2 separate regions of the Arabidopsis thaliana genome follow, and region 2 is linked to region 1. Evidence: chromatin contacts called from public capture Hi-C data. All regions are on one chromosome and are shown on one strand. The core of a region is the stretch at or near the end of the contact, and the rest is flanking DNA. Distances in the headings are between cores, read along the strand shown.

Evidence for each region. Capture Hi-C pulls out chosen DNA fragments and counts their contacts.
Region 2: a contact with region 1 is called in a capture Hi-C map of root, with 3 times the contacts expected there. A contact is called at or near these places in 2 of 26 Hi-C or Micro-C datasets (callus and root) and 1 of 3 other capture datasets (root).

The regions. Positions count from the first base shown.
Region 1 is chr1:24,283,570-24,291,131 of TAIR10.1, forward strand. It overlaps CLV2 (Leucine-rich repeat (LRR) family protein), which reads left to right and starts at 3,173. Exons shown (of 1, transcript NM_105212.3): 1 at 3,173-5,760. The coding sequence starts at 3,374. The coding sequence ends at 5,536. It overlaps AT1G65370 (TRAF-like family protein), which reads right to left and starts at 2,778. Exons shown (of 5, transcript NM_105211.4): 1 at 2,534-2,778; 2 at 2,025-2,355; 3 at 1,661-1,928; 4 at 1,414-1,577; 5 at 900-1,283. The coding sequence starts at 2,130. The coding sequence ends at 1,138. It also overlaps the pseudogene AT1G65365 and the pseudogene AT1G65385.
Region 2 is chr1:24,514,689-24,522,250 of TAIR10.1, forward strand. AT1G65900 (plant/protein) reads right to left here and starts at 3,913. Exons shown (of 11, transcript NM_105262.4): 1 at 3,428-3,913; 2 at 3,233-3,335; 3 at 3,121-3,146; 4 at 2,769-2,981; 5 at 2,597-2,668; 6 at 2,417-2,509; 7 at 2,242-2,283; 8 at 2,046-2,150; 9 at 1,792-1,957; 10 at 1,599-1,708; 11 at 1,070-1,421. The coding sequence starts at 3,637. The coding sequence ends at 1,335. It overlaps NAC028 (NAC domain containing protein 28), which reads right to left. Exons shown (of 6, transcript NM_105263.3): 4 at 7,183-7,554; 5 at 6,994-7,084; 6 at 5,980-6,909. The coding sequence ends at 6,245.

The DNA.
Region 1 (7,562 bases), core at 1,923-4,422:
CCTAGTTATAATGACATCCGTATTTAATTGACAATTAATAACATCGGTATTTAACTGATTTTGAGATCTAAAAATAAGAAGAAAACTTTAAATACAATTACTGACCTTGGCATCCGACGTATGGGTTGCCGTTGTAACCGCTATTGCATGCACAACTTGCATATCTTAAATTCACATTATAATCACATACATGGATCAATAAATTCCTTCTTATTGTACTCTGTTAAATTCTGGCATCCCAAAGAGTCTATAAACGAAAGATCCGTAGTGTGAATAAACCATCCTAGCTCAACGTGAGAATATCGTAGAGCATGGATCTGTTGTGGACTGTATCTACCCAACATATCATACGGTTCGTCTGTTAAGAAAGCAAATTTGCACCCTTTAGTTGTTGTGTAACTTGTGTTACTATCTTCTATTTTGACACCAACAGTCAACACGTTGAACCCCATAAGGCATGCTTGCCTTGCAGGCTGCAGCATCCAATAGCATTGCAACTTGTTGACCTGAATAGAACACAAGCGTGGAGTATCCGATTCGTCAGCGCTGCCTTGTTATAGCAATTGATTCTTGCAAAGTAATAATCTGAAGCTATAAGGTTTTTTGCGCCACAACTTGACTTGCATCCCACCACACTTGGCTCGACATTCGTTAAGGATGCCGTATTGTTGCAACCAGCCGCTATAAGTGTTTGTGCTATTTTTCTTATGTATCTCTTCTCTGTTTATAGTCTCAGATTTCTGGTATGCAGGTTGTGGCCAGAGATTCTGTTTTATGAAGCTGGTCCATTGATGGCCTAAAGAGTGAATAGATAAGTTAAGCAGTGAAGGTCCCTAGTTTCTGCAACTTCAAAGAGCTAGAGGAATGTGTTGAGACATTTTGAGATATACACAAACAAAAATTAATAACTAAGAAGTTCATTAAATAAACACATAAAACAGAGTAGTCATACAATAGTCAGATATGCATGATGGACAAAGAGATATTCCTAAATATAGATAGAGCGTTTGGTGGAAACAACTTCACATTCAGTTCTACGCTTAACACAAATAGTCCTAGAGTAGTAGACATGGCATGATAGCTAAATAGATATAGATAGAGTGTTTGGTGGAAACAACTTCACATTCTCTTCTACGCTTAAAACATTTTCCTAGAGTTCACAACTTCACATTCGATCTCCACATTCAAAGTATCTTCATCCAAGTAAGCCTCCTGAAGATCAGCTAAAGACAAGGATTGAGGAATACCCCTCGCTTTGGTCGCTGCCATGATCCATTGTTGAACTACAAGAACAAGGAATCAATGTCGTCAAAAGAGTTGGGACATTTGCTTATTGAAAATGTCATCAGTATCATCCATCAAGGCAAGACATAAGCATTGTGAAAATAGTAATATCAATAGTTTTTGACTTACGCCAGACTGTTTTGTGTTTGGATCCACGCGGGTCTAAAGCCCTTAGTTGTGCTCGCACGGAAATCATCTCACCAGGCGATAAGACTTCACCGTCAGCTAAATGCAAGTACTTGCAGAACTCGTTATCTGCCTCAGAGTCTCCCTTTGGATACACAGTTAGAGTCCTGTAAAACATTATCATCCACTTGTTAGCAAGTTACCACTAATACACTCATACAACAATATCTATCAGAAGGAAAAAACTCACCAATTCTTTCCTCCCATTGCAAAGGTTTTAGATATGCAATCATTCTGTTTCAGAACAGAGAAATCACGAATGCTCCAAGAGAATTTGTGAAAAGGGAGATTCTCATCAACAGGGACGGGTGATGAAGCAATCTTCACATGAGCACCAAACTCACATGGTTCTCCTTCCACGATAAATCCCTTTGCAGGGTCAGTGAATGTTTCAAGCGACATAGCTTTTGGCAATCCCCAAACCGTTTTAGAAGAACTGAAACGCTTAACTTCAACATCTACATGTTTACACGTATACACACACATTACGATTCATTCATTCATATATACATACGAGAGAAAAAGAGAGATAATAAGGATTTGAGCATACGAACCTTGGATTGAGAGGTACTTGTTGTCTTTCTTGTTAAAGACAAAGAAAGAGAGATAATCAAACACATCAATGGGTGGTGTTGTGGATGAGAGACATTCCACATACATAGACACAAAGCCCTTTCCATTGTCCTCTTCGTTTCCTTTTGGGTAAACAACCAATCTCCTGATTTTTACAAAAAAGGCAACATTTCTTAGTTATATATGCTTGTAGTGAAGAAAGATGTGAAAGTCTGACAAGAGAACAAGACGAAGGAGGAGTCTTTCTCCAAGTCTTCAACATTGCAGAATCTGATGCATATGAACCCATTTTCTCTACAAAATGTTGCAACCCTAGAGAGCAAAACAAAACATACCCATAATCAGAAATGATCTGACGAAAATCGAGTTACAATACACAAGAGAACATTTTTTTTAGAATTCTCAGATATTAAAAATGACACAGAAAGCTTTATGCTTTTTCCTCTTAAAAGACTAAACAAGTTGAAATCTAGAGAAAGAACTGACCAACCTGAGACAACGAGAGAGACTTGAGAGATTTCTTCGGCACTTACTATTAGATCTAGGGTTTAGATACCATTTATATAGAGAAAGTTTTAGAGTTGCACAAAACATAAATTAATGTGTTAGAATGGGCCTAAAGCTACAAAGCTGGCCTGGTTTTGTTTTAAATTGTTGGTTTCATGGACATTTTCGACATCTTCGAACATGTTATTTTTTGAGACTATGCAAACTTGAAGCTCTTTACTCGAGTTGAAATCGTATGACTTATAGTGAAATTGTACATTTGGTTTCGATTTTTCTTTTACACTCTTTCTTCTTTGAGCCGGTAAATTTGGAATTTTTCTTCATAGTGGAATCATATGCTGTTTTTTTTTTTTATAGTAAACGTTACAAGAATGAATGGTAACTTTATCCAAAAAAAAAGAATCATATTATTTTGAAATGATTTTAAGTAAATTCTAGGTTCAATAACATAAGATTTGAGACTAAATTTAAAATTTCTTAGTAAAATATATGATTTTTTTATAAATACCTATAAAATTAGTAATTAACAATACGGATTACGTACTGAATCAAACCCTTTGTATTTTGTTTTTCCTAGAAATAAGTGTAGATTTTTGGAATTTTGCATTAATTAATCACTTCTTGGGTCTGAAAGGCTAAAACAAAAGGAACCGAAAGAGAATGTTCTCTCTGTCTTTATCTTCCACTTCCACTTCCAGGTCGCGTTGCTTCACTCTCCATTGCAAAGAGAGGTCTCTGCGATTTCTGCAACTCACCCCTGAAACCTTCTTAATTTACTTCAACTGCCGCTATACCTAAAAACTTCATCTTTCTCCTCTGAGCTATGATAAAGATTGCAGATTTCACTCTCTTCTTCTTTATCTTCGTCTTCTCTCCCTCGTTGCCTCTAGCTCAATCTCAGCTTCCCGATCTCGACCCACAAGACAAAGCTTCTTTATTGATATTCAGAGTTTCGATTCACGACCTAAATCGAAGCTTATCGACATGGTACGGCTCATCGTGTTCTAACTGGACAGGTCTAGCTTGTCAGAATCCGACCGGAAAAGTTCTCTCCCTCACTTTATCCGGTCTGAATCTCTCCAGTCAGATTCACCCATCTCTTTGTAAGCTCTCTTCTCTTCAAAGCTTGGACCTTTCTCACAACAACTTCTCTGGAAACATTCCTTCTTGCTTCGGTTCGTTGCGTAATCTTAGGACACTTAATCTTAGTCGGAATAGATTCGTTGGTTCGATACCCGCCACATTTGTAAGTCTTAAGGAGCTTAGAGAAGTTGTTCTAAGTGAGAATAGAGATTTAGGCGGTGTGGTCCCTCATTGGTTTGGTAATTTCTCAATGAATCTTGAGAGAGTTGATTTTAGTTTCTGCTCGTTTGTTGGAGAACTACCTGAGAGTTTACTGTATTTGAAGTCTCTCAAGTACTTGAATCTTGAGAGCAATAACATGACTGGTACACTCAGAGATTTTCAGCAGCCATTGGTGGTTCTTAATCTTGCTTCAAATCAGTTTTCCGGTACGCTACCTTGTTTCTACGCCTCTCGTCCGTCTCTTAGTATTCTGAATATAGCTGAGAACTCTCTGGTTGGTGGATTACCTTCTTGTTTGGGTTCTTTAAAAGAGCTGAGTCATTTGAATCTATCTTTCAATGGCTTCAACTACGAGATATCTCCTAGGCTTATGTTTTCAGAGAAGCTTGTGATGTTGGACTTGAGTCACAACGGGTTTTCAGGTCGTCTTCCTAGTAGAATCTCGGAAACAACTGAGAAATTGGGTTTGGTTCTTCTTGACCTCTCTCACAATAGCTTTTCTGGTGATATACCGTTGAGGATCACAGAGTTGAAGAGTTTACAAGCATTGCGTCTCTCTCACAATCTTTTAACTGGAGATATTCCTGCTAGAATTGGTAATCTGACATATCTCCAGGTCATTGATCTTTCCCACAACGCGTTAACCGGCTCAATACCTCTCAACATTGTTGGTTGCTTTCAGTTACTTGCTCTGATGATAAGTAACAACAATCTCTCTGGCGAAATACAACCCGAGCTTGATGCGTTGGATAGTCTAAAGATACTGGACATAAGCAACAACCATATATCCGGTGAGATCCCGCTTACTTTAGCTGGTCTGAAGTCTCTAGAGATTGTGGATATAAGTTCCAACAACCTCTCGGGGAACCTTAATGAAGCCATTACCAAATGGTCCAACCTCAAGTATCTTTCTCTTGCCCGGAACAAGTTTAGTGGAACACTTCCTTCTTGGTTGTTCAAGTTTGACAAAATCCAAATGATTGACTACTCCAGCAACAGATTCTCTTGGTTCATACCAGACGATAACTTAAACAGCACACGCTTCAAAGATTTTCAGACCGGTGGAGGTGAAGGATTTGCTGAGCCACCAGGAAAAGTAGAGATCAAAATATCAGCAGCTGTTGTTGCTAAAGATGAATTAAGTTTCAGCTACAATCTATTGTCTATGGTTGGGATCGATCTTTCTGACAATCTATTACATGGAGAGATCCCAGAAGCTTTGTTCAGACAGAAGAATATTGAGTACTTGAACTTGTCCTACAACTTCCTTGAAGGTCAGCTTCCACGTCTAGAGAAGCTGCCAAGGTTAAAGGCCTTAGATCTTTCACACAACTCTCTGTCAGGTCAAGTCATTGGAAACATCTCAGCTCCTCCAGGACTAACCCTACTGAACCTATCGCACAACTGTTTCTCTGGTATCATTACCGAGAAAGAAGGGCTCGGGAAGTTTCCAGGGGCGTTGGCCGGAAATCCGGAACTGTGTGTGGAAACTCCCGGAAGCAAGTGTGACCCGGCAAACATTGATGCATCACAAGAGGAAATATATCAAAACGAATTGGTGGAAGGACCGATATCTATTTGGATATTCTGCTTAAGTGCGTTTATTAGCTTCGATTTTGGAGTGTTAGGTATCTTTTGCTCAGCTCGTGCTCGTAGTTATATTCTTCAGACCAAAGCTTAACTCCAGAGACTGATTGATGTATATTCAGTTGTAACACATGCATGTATGTTGTTGGTCTGAGCTGTGAAGTGGAAATGCTCGCTTTTAACTAAAGTCTCTCCCAAATGTTGTTACTTGTGTATATAGTTTGACCGGTTAACCTTTACATGAACCGTATTGGGTTCTTGTTCTGTTTGTGATTCAAGAAGTGATTAGACTCAATAATCTAGTACTATCTATCTAAACACATCGAAACTCGAGTCAGTGAGTAGTGGTGTTCATTTCGGAGATTAGGACAGGAAATGGTGGGTAATGATCAGGAACATACAATTTGGGTGTTTAAATGTATAATCCACGAGTACAAAAAATGATAATCGAAAATCAAACCGAACGAAATGAATAGAAAAAAACAGAGATATGGAGATCAATTAAAGTTTAGTAACAGATCTAACTAGCTAGAACCAATTTAATTTCTAACAATCTCGGTTTCAACTGAAATATGGTTTCGGAGAACCTGTGATAACTTTGCCAAAACCATTCACTAAACCATAACCAGGTTAATACTTATCTGAGTCAGAACAAGAATTCCGAAGGTTTGAAGAGCTGACCAAAGAACAAAACGGTCCCGGTTTTGTCTTCTCGGATAAGGAAAATAAATGGATGATCAGCCACAAAATCTATCTTCTTAGGAGGTGGCCCCATATCAAGAGCACAACCGTCATCTTCTACATCAGCAGTTGCAGCCGCAGCTTCAGCACCTTCTTCATCGATCTCGACACAAGCTTTATGGTACATTGACACTGAATGCAGTACTCCCACTTGATTCAAAACGCTTGTAGCAGAAAAACCGAATTCGATCTTAAACTTTGGAATTCTAAATTCCTCAAGTTCAACTTTGTATCTCGGAATGTGACTATCCAAGAATCCAGGTGTAGATGCTATTTTCTTCAAGAGATAATCCAATCCATCTTTCTTGTCAGGGAGATAGAAATACATTGAGAATTTGCGGTTGGTATCATCACGGCCTCGTCGGTAAGGACCTTGAAACCGTTATAAGCTCTTACTTTTTGTGTCTCGTAGCTGGTCATGAATGGCACAGAGACTGTAGTGCCATTGACCATGTGGAAGTCTCTGTCTTTTGTATAGTACTTTTCAAATGGTCTCTTCCAAGCTCCCTTGAAATACAATGCGTTTGCGTAAATCTTGTTGGTTCGGCTTGTCACAGATTCACGAGGAAGAAGATCTTTGATGAGATTATTGGTGTGATCTTCAACCCATGAATTCACCTCCTTACGCACTTCTTCAGCCTTCAAACAAAAAAAACACATATTGGATGATTTTTGAAAACAGTCTCCTAATTCGAATTATGATTTGGGAATCAACATACATTACGAACTATTAGGTTTCCAATTTGACTGGTTGAGTATGTTCTTTAAGTCAAACAGCTATTACACACTTCATCTAGAAACACCAAATAACGTTTCTGCAAAACCCTAATTATATTTCTTCGAAACCCTAGTTTCTTTTTTGCTGTTAAAGTGGAAAATTACCTTTGATCGGAAATCTACGGGAACGTAAACAGCCTTGAAGAAGTTCTCGAAGAGAGCCTTGTATTTGGGATCAATCGGTAGTGATTTCTCAATCCAGAGGCCATTCACCGCCCTCATCTTTGGGCCGCCACTAGCGCTGCTGTCGGCGTAGACGATGGATGATAGTTCTCGGAAGACGGATTTGAGCTCATCGATTGAAGAAGATCTGAGGAAGGAGAGGATTTCACCGGCGACTAAGCCACCTCCGGAACCAGCGGCGTGCATGGTGATCGCAGAGTTTATTGACGCCGGCGAGAAGATGACGTTAGATTCCGACTCAGAAGATAAGACGTGCCTCCCAAGGATCATCGCGACGTCGTTTTGCTTCTTCATAGCCTTTTTCACATTCATCTTTGGTCTCTCCAACTAGATAGAGAACTTGCAAAAGGGTGGAGGATTATGCATGGTCTATGGAGGGACAGTTATATATAGTGAACAAATCCATTAAGAAATTTTTA
Region 2 (7,562 bases), core at 2,663-5,162, 230 kb after region 1:
ATATATAGAAAAATAATGAGAATCAACAAGTCATATTTTAAGAACTATATGTAAAACGTGGCTAAAACTAAAAAGTAAGAAAAATAATTTGTCACTTAATTATTGGTGTGTGATTTAAATAAAGTTTTAATGACTTAAATGTTATGTAGAATTTGTTGTTATTTAATCAAGATTTTTTAAAATTTTGGTAAAGTTTGGTGATATTAGTTTAATATTTGTAAAAAATAATCTAAAATCTTAAGTTATTGGATTTCTTCTTTTATAAAGTTAACAAAACTTTTTTTGTTATTCAATTAAAACAAAAAGAATTTATGATTGTTAATAAATTAAATTATTGTGTTATTGGTTTATAACTTTATATACTTTTCTTCACAAAATAAAATAATGAAAAATATCATCAAAATAAAAAAATTGTTTGAGAAAATTTACAAGATAGTTTAAAACCATTCATTCATTCATTTTTCTATGATTTTATTAAAGTCATGAAAATTTATTAAATAGGAACACCCCTAAATGTAAAACGCGGCTAATTTTGGAAATAAAAATAATCTGTCGCTTGCAATTATTGAAAGGAAATTATTGCAAGGGTCCTTTTCCTTCTCAACATTTTTTTGTGGTCAGGTTTCAAAAAAATTTGGAATTGAGTGATTTCCACGAACCACGATTTATCTCAGCTACTGACCGACAAGGTTGATCCATACTGTTTGTATCCCTCTTCATTTACTCAATAAATCCAACAGAGCTAAATTATTTTTTTCGTCAATTTAAATCCAGATGGTGACTGATGATGATTCGTTTTTACCTTCTTATAACTTTTATTTCAGCTTTTTGTTTCTTTAGTTTTTTCTTTTCTTATCATTCTTTTGTGTTTTGGGTATTTTTTTTATCTTATTTGGTTGTCATTTGGATGCAAGTAAGCAAAATAATGATATATGATTATCATGCAAAAGCATCTAAAAGATCATCTGCTGGGATGTAAACTTACTTACCATGCAAATTTATTGAAATTTGGACAGTATAGTATGAAGTTGAGTTTCAACCAAAAAAGATTTTCCGGTGTAGAATCACCTTTCAACTCAAATTTCGTATTGAACTCATTCAAGCTTTTTCCACATTTGAGGTCGTCAAAGAGGTGTTCGAGACCTTATTTTCACGTTCAAATTATATATATAATACATAATATATCATTGTCATAATAGTCTAATCATTTTTTTCTAATTCATTATTCGTAGTTATCTTGGACAAAAATCAAAATCTCTAACAACTATCATTGTCAAATATTACATTCGACGTTTGTTGGGGAATACTTGGTGAGCTGTGAAAGTATAGAAAAATCATCCACAAGCTGGAATTGAAGGAACTAACGGCAATGATGCGTCTCTATCACACATATCCGGACTAATGTTTATGACTCCTTCACCCTGCCATGTGTAGTTATGTGGTCAAAATTATGCAACTTATAATAGACGAAAAATGATACGAGTGGTTTGGAGTGTTTGGACAACCAAACGGGGTGAATAGAGTTGATTAAAAAAATAAAAATGACGAGCTTTAAAATTTTAGAATGTCAAAGTATAGAGTTGATTAGACTTTGTTACCTTAGCAATGTTTCTGAAGTACGAAGTTGTATAGTTTCCCGTTGGAAACAAGGCTTCAACAATGTCAGCCAGTACAAGATTTGGTTGCGAGATTGCTCCGTCATACCAGTCTACTCATTCACAATTTCCAAGACACTGGTTTTTAGCTCAAATCAACAGAAAAAAAAAAAACAATGTCTTATAACTTTCTTACCAAGAGTTGTTCTGTTTCTGACCCTTTTGTCATATCTCCAGATGCTTTGATTAGCAAGAAACGCAAAACAAGAGTTATCATCCACGTTTATGTTCGCCAAGAACGTTGTCTGTGTGTAGTTTTGAGGGTCAGATGATAGCGTTTCATCGATCACAGCATCCACAGTCTGAACAATCGAATTGTAGAGGCTAAGCAAAAGAAGTTTGTTTTTGGTCATCAAAAAGATGAAAGCAAAACAAGTATGACCAGCTTACACATAAAATGGCATGGAGTGCTTCCAAATCATCAGGATCAGAGACATTGTAAGAGACCTTGTTAATAGACTTGTCGATATTTTCACCACCAGCATCTTCTACAAACTGTTGTGTATGGGTTTGTCATGTTCAGTTCCAAAGCTTTTCCCAAGCATTTAAGGGAATAATTGAAAGTGTCAAATATTGAAATGCGTACCTTTAGCTTGTGTGATTCCTTAGTAAAACTCCACATGCCTCCCTTGAAAAAACAATTATGCGTTATGAGTTTGAAACCATAAACAGACATTTATCTTCGTATTTTAAGAAACAAAACAGTTAAAATAGCTAGAGACAACCCTTGACAAAAAAGAAGAAGAAGAAAGTTTTCTTACATTTTGATCATATCCCATCCAGGCTACAATCGGCTTGAAGGATTTTGTCTTGTTGGCAGCCATTTGAGACAAGCAAGTATAGCTTGCTTTAACCTTAAAGTTTCCATAACATACTTTATAAACAGCAAGAATAGACCATGTAGGCAGATTTTGCTAAGAGAATCACAAATAGTCACTAACCGAGTCATAGACTTGATTGGCTTTAGTTTCAAGATTTGTAAACGCTCCAAGGAATTTGATCCACTCCGCTCGCTTATTCAAGATTACAAAACCAGCACAACCTCATATCAAAATGTGTAATGGTTATCAATTTTGGTTAGGTTTAGAACTATGCAAAGATAATAATTGGCACCTGAAGAGGTGTTCCTTCACTAAGTGGAAAAAAGTTTGCAAAATTGCAAGTCTGAGGTTGATCAGTATCGCTGATGAAATGCGCCGCGAATTGAGATAGTTGTTCACCTTTGTCAAGCTTAACTACTTCCCCTGCCTCACACAGTTTCAGAAGACACGGTGAAACTACCTCATCCGATGTTATTCCCTTCAAGCTTCCGAGTAATCCAAGTAACTGCATATAATCAAAACTAAATCCATTTTTTTTTTTTGGTACATTTTAAAGTGTGATCCTAGTCTTCTATAGAATTTTTTGGCTAGTGCCAATAAAAGTCTAGAGCTTATGTATTGAGATACTAGAAAGGAGTGTTTACCTCAAAGAAAGAAACCGGAACACTTCCTGCATAAGAGAAAACATAGAGATCTAAAACAACAGAATTTTGTTAAACAGAGGAATGAAACAGGGGAGAAAAAAACAGAACATACCTTGAGAAGATTGAGTGTCTAATGAGTAATTTAGAAGTGGAATCACATAAGACTTTATCCTGGAAGTACAATACTTTGTCCGAACCGCCATTCTAGAAGTGTTCTACATATTATCCTCAATTATCAGACACGAACCATACCATACATTTGGAAACAAAAAGATGAAAGATAAGTTAATGAGAAAAGAGCAAGAACCTGAATAAGGAGATAGCTCTTGCCATCAATGGCGTTTTTGATGACTTTAAAGGTCTGTCCATAATAGATATGGAAATTCGTAGCATCTTCCACCTTTGAAATGATTCCAACCTTTACATTGTTGGAAGCTCCGTTTGATAATCTAGCTACCATGCACCACAATACTAACAATAGTATCAGAGGCCAAGAACTATAAGGCAATGGAGACATTATCACTGTTAATGGTGATGAAGAAAGAAGACAAAATCACAATTAACCCTTTTTGAATTTAGATTGGCTCTTCTTGAATTCACAAGACAAATATCTGTGGGTTTTCCATAGAGGGAGAGAGATAGAGTGGAGAGTGATAGGGAGAAATATTTTATTATTGTTGTTGGCAAAAATAAATAAACTTTTTCTATATGCTAGAATTCTGTTGGAATGTACTTTTTGTTTTTAGTTTGATTTAAGAATAATTGTGGAATTCAGATGGAATATTTGCCTCACTGGACATCCTCACTCAAGTGTAAATGTATATGCAACCACTATTTCACATTCTTCATACATGTGAATACCCTTTTGTATTCATTTTAGTATAGTGTTTATACGGACAATTGATTCATTATCCCTATGTCTCTCCAATTCCTATAGATGGAAGTTCAAACAGATTGAAACTTGTGTCAAGGTTGCAAAAGCATGTGAAAAACAAATAAATGTATAAATTTCTGGTTAATTCCGTTTAAGAAATTTAAAAATCGATCTCAATGCTGTTTATAACACAATGAAATAATTTCTTACCACAACCAAAAAAAAAATTAGAAAAATATAAAAAATATTTGGAAAGTGAGGTTTTGATTGATTGTGAGAACAATAGAGGAGGTGACCCGTGAAGAAAGCACGCGACTATTATTTGATTTGTCACTTTGTGTTTCAATAGTTACCACTTTCGCTTTCTTGTGATTTTCTGTCTACACCCATTACGTATCACCACGTGCATCCCAATCCCCATTACCACAATCTCGACTCCAAGATTTGAGATCGTAAAAGATAACGCAAATTATAATCATTTTAGGGTGTTGTAATTATTGTTAATGATATATACCAACTGTATCATTAATTTTTCTTGAATTTCAAAGGATATGGGAGTTCTTGTTTTCTTTTTTTTTGGTTAAATGGGATTTAAGTTGTAACTTTAAAGTAGGAATAAAGTCAAAGGCTCAAAGCCATATCCATAATATGATACATCTTACCAAGACGCATGAAAATTAATGGATCCATATTTCAACGGAACAATGTTTTAAATAACCTAAACTTTCAAAGAACTTTGTAAATTTCAAAGGATATTGGGAGTTTTTTGTTTTTGGTTGGGATTTATGTTTAAAGTATTTTAAAACGCATGAAATTAGGATCCACATTGAACATCTTTTAAAATAAACCTAAACTTCCGATGAACTTTGTATATTGTAACACTCCAATCCAGCCCATTAAGGCCCAAGTACCCTAAATTATGTCGTTGTGTGTTACTTAAAGTCTCACAAGTCACTTAACGCATCTCAATCTTCAACCCTAAAACAGGCAACGAACCTCAGCCACCACTGTCCATCGTGGTTGAGTTCGACGAAGTTTGTTGTTGTGATCCGATCTGATCCTAATGAAGATGAGGAAGGAAACAGTTTCTGGTAGGGGGAGTGAGATTCAATTGTAGTTATACTTCAGCAAGTAAGGCTAGATGAGAGGTGTCGACATCACCCCTAAAGGTATACCTAGCTGCCAAACTCTTTGATTGCCATGCAAGAATCAACAATATCTATAAAAATCCAGTATGCATAATCATCTTTTGAACTGGTTCTTGTGCTAGAGTTACAAAATCCTAGTTGTACTAGTACCAAACTTTTATGACACTTTTTAGCAGCTTGTTTTCGGTCAAGCTTGAAAACATGATCCATGGAAACATAACATCTATTTTTTTTGTAAATCATAAATTTGTTCATATAAAAGAAGATTTAATTATTAATTGCTAATGACTAAGATATTAAAAATTCAATGTTGAAACGTATCGATATTTGGTATGTTATGAGATATGCATACTCACGACATTGTTAATGTTGCAACGTATCGTAATATGCATATTATGACGGGGCAAGTCCGTCTAGTCCTCTTCACTCAGCGTTAGACACATTCGTTTATTCTATGTTTTGTTTGGGAGAGAATAATGAAGTTTCAATCGCCGATCCATACAAACTATTAAGAGCCAGGAAAGCAAATCTTGGCTCCATGAGATTGGCGAGCTTCTCTGACGCACCTAGATTCTTTTGTAAGAGAGGTTTTTTTCCTCTCTCTATCTTCCATTCACATTTGTTTTAATATTGAAACCGACAGTTTGAACCGTATAGGTTATTCTTAAATATTATCTGTCAAGATTCAAGAACAAAATAGCTCGATAGTAATTTTTGATGATCTATACATTGCAAAACATGGAACAGCAATCGTTATAATAAACAAGTTATTATGAAAATGACTATAAACTTACTCACATATCTATAGTGACTAAAATACTGAAATACAAGATGGCTAAATTGTTAATGTTCGTATAATCTGCTCTTACCGTCTTACGTGCATGCAAACATAATAATAATAATAAAAACCAGACAGAAGACTGATCGTTCAACCCGCGGAGAGATCATATCACTTAATACATAAACAGAAAATAACCAAATCTAGTTTTGTTTAGACGACTTTAGAGAAATGGAAAAAGCAAATGAGAGTAAATACGACCTAGGCAAATGGGAGTACAATAGAAAAGTGAAAAGCCATATATGATATATTGAACCTCAGTATTCAAATAAGACTTATGGTAGAAACAGCTAAGATGATAGCAAGAGAAAGCCCCAACTTCTTCAATACGAAACTATCTTGAAACCGAAAACCTTGTTCGTCAACCATATTTTTCTCTTTCTTCTTCTTCCAAATTTTTCTTCTCACGACAGCATTTTCCATCATGAGTATTGTTCCCCGATTGTTACAATCTCCTCTCGTAGGCTGCCTCGAGTAACCTTCACTGCCTCTGTTTTTGTTAGAGTTACCTCGATGAACACAACGCATCAATAGAAGCATAGGAATGAAGCCAATAACATGCGCGAATTTTCTCCATTGTCCAAGAACTGTTGAGCTTACTCCGTTGATTCGCGGATTTATCTTTTTACGGACATGAACCTCCTCTTTTGATGTCATACTATGACAACACTCATTGCCATCCGTCGGATTTATATAAACTATAACGGTTTGCGATGGTACTATCTGTTGGAAGAATGTGTTGGTTACCTGACGAGTTGTGACAAACAATCCATGGCTAACCTCAACTTTTTTTACCACCTCAAAACATGAGGAACTCGTTGTCTCATGATCGTTCTTGTCCAAAAGATTCTCGTTATGTTCGTTTTCCGAAAACTCGAGTGTGAAAGCATCATCCACATCTCCATTGTTGTTGTTAACGTCCATACCATCTTCAACAACAACAAAACAAAAAAATCAAATCCAGAGATGTCAAGAAAGACAACCAAATGTAGAAATCGCGAAGTGAAAGCTACCTTGATCATGATGTTCTTGTTCTTGATTATCATTATGATATCTCCAAATATCTTCTATAGGAATTACCGTTGAGTGTTCTTCAACGAAGCTCTGAAATTTGTAGAATAAATCAAACATATACTTATATTTGATAACATATATATTAACACATAAAATATTTTGCACTTAACATTGTAAAATATCACTACCTTTTCAAGTTCCTTGCTTGATACTCCTACCCATCTCAAGTTTTCAACAAGTCTTTCTTCCTTAAAATTCACATGGTGTTCTTGCATATCTACAGCCTCCACGTTCGCCTCTAGGCATGAGACTTTTTCTCCGGAATAGTTAAAGTCTCCATGGAAGTTCCCGGAAGCAGAACCACCGTCCCATGAGTCTAGACTGTTTCGTGGCTCATGTGAGGCTTGAGCCAATGCTATAATCTTGCTCAACATTTCATCTGTATCGTTAGCTACATTGTTTCCAAAATATTCATTGTGTGTGAGACCTTCTACGTAAAGTGGTGGTACTGGTGGCAACATACGATTTTGTAGTCTTGCACACTCTAACGCTATATCAACCTATTATA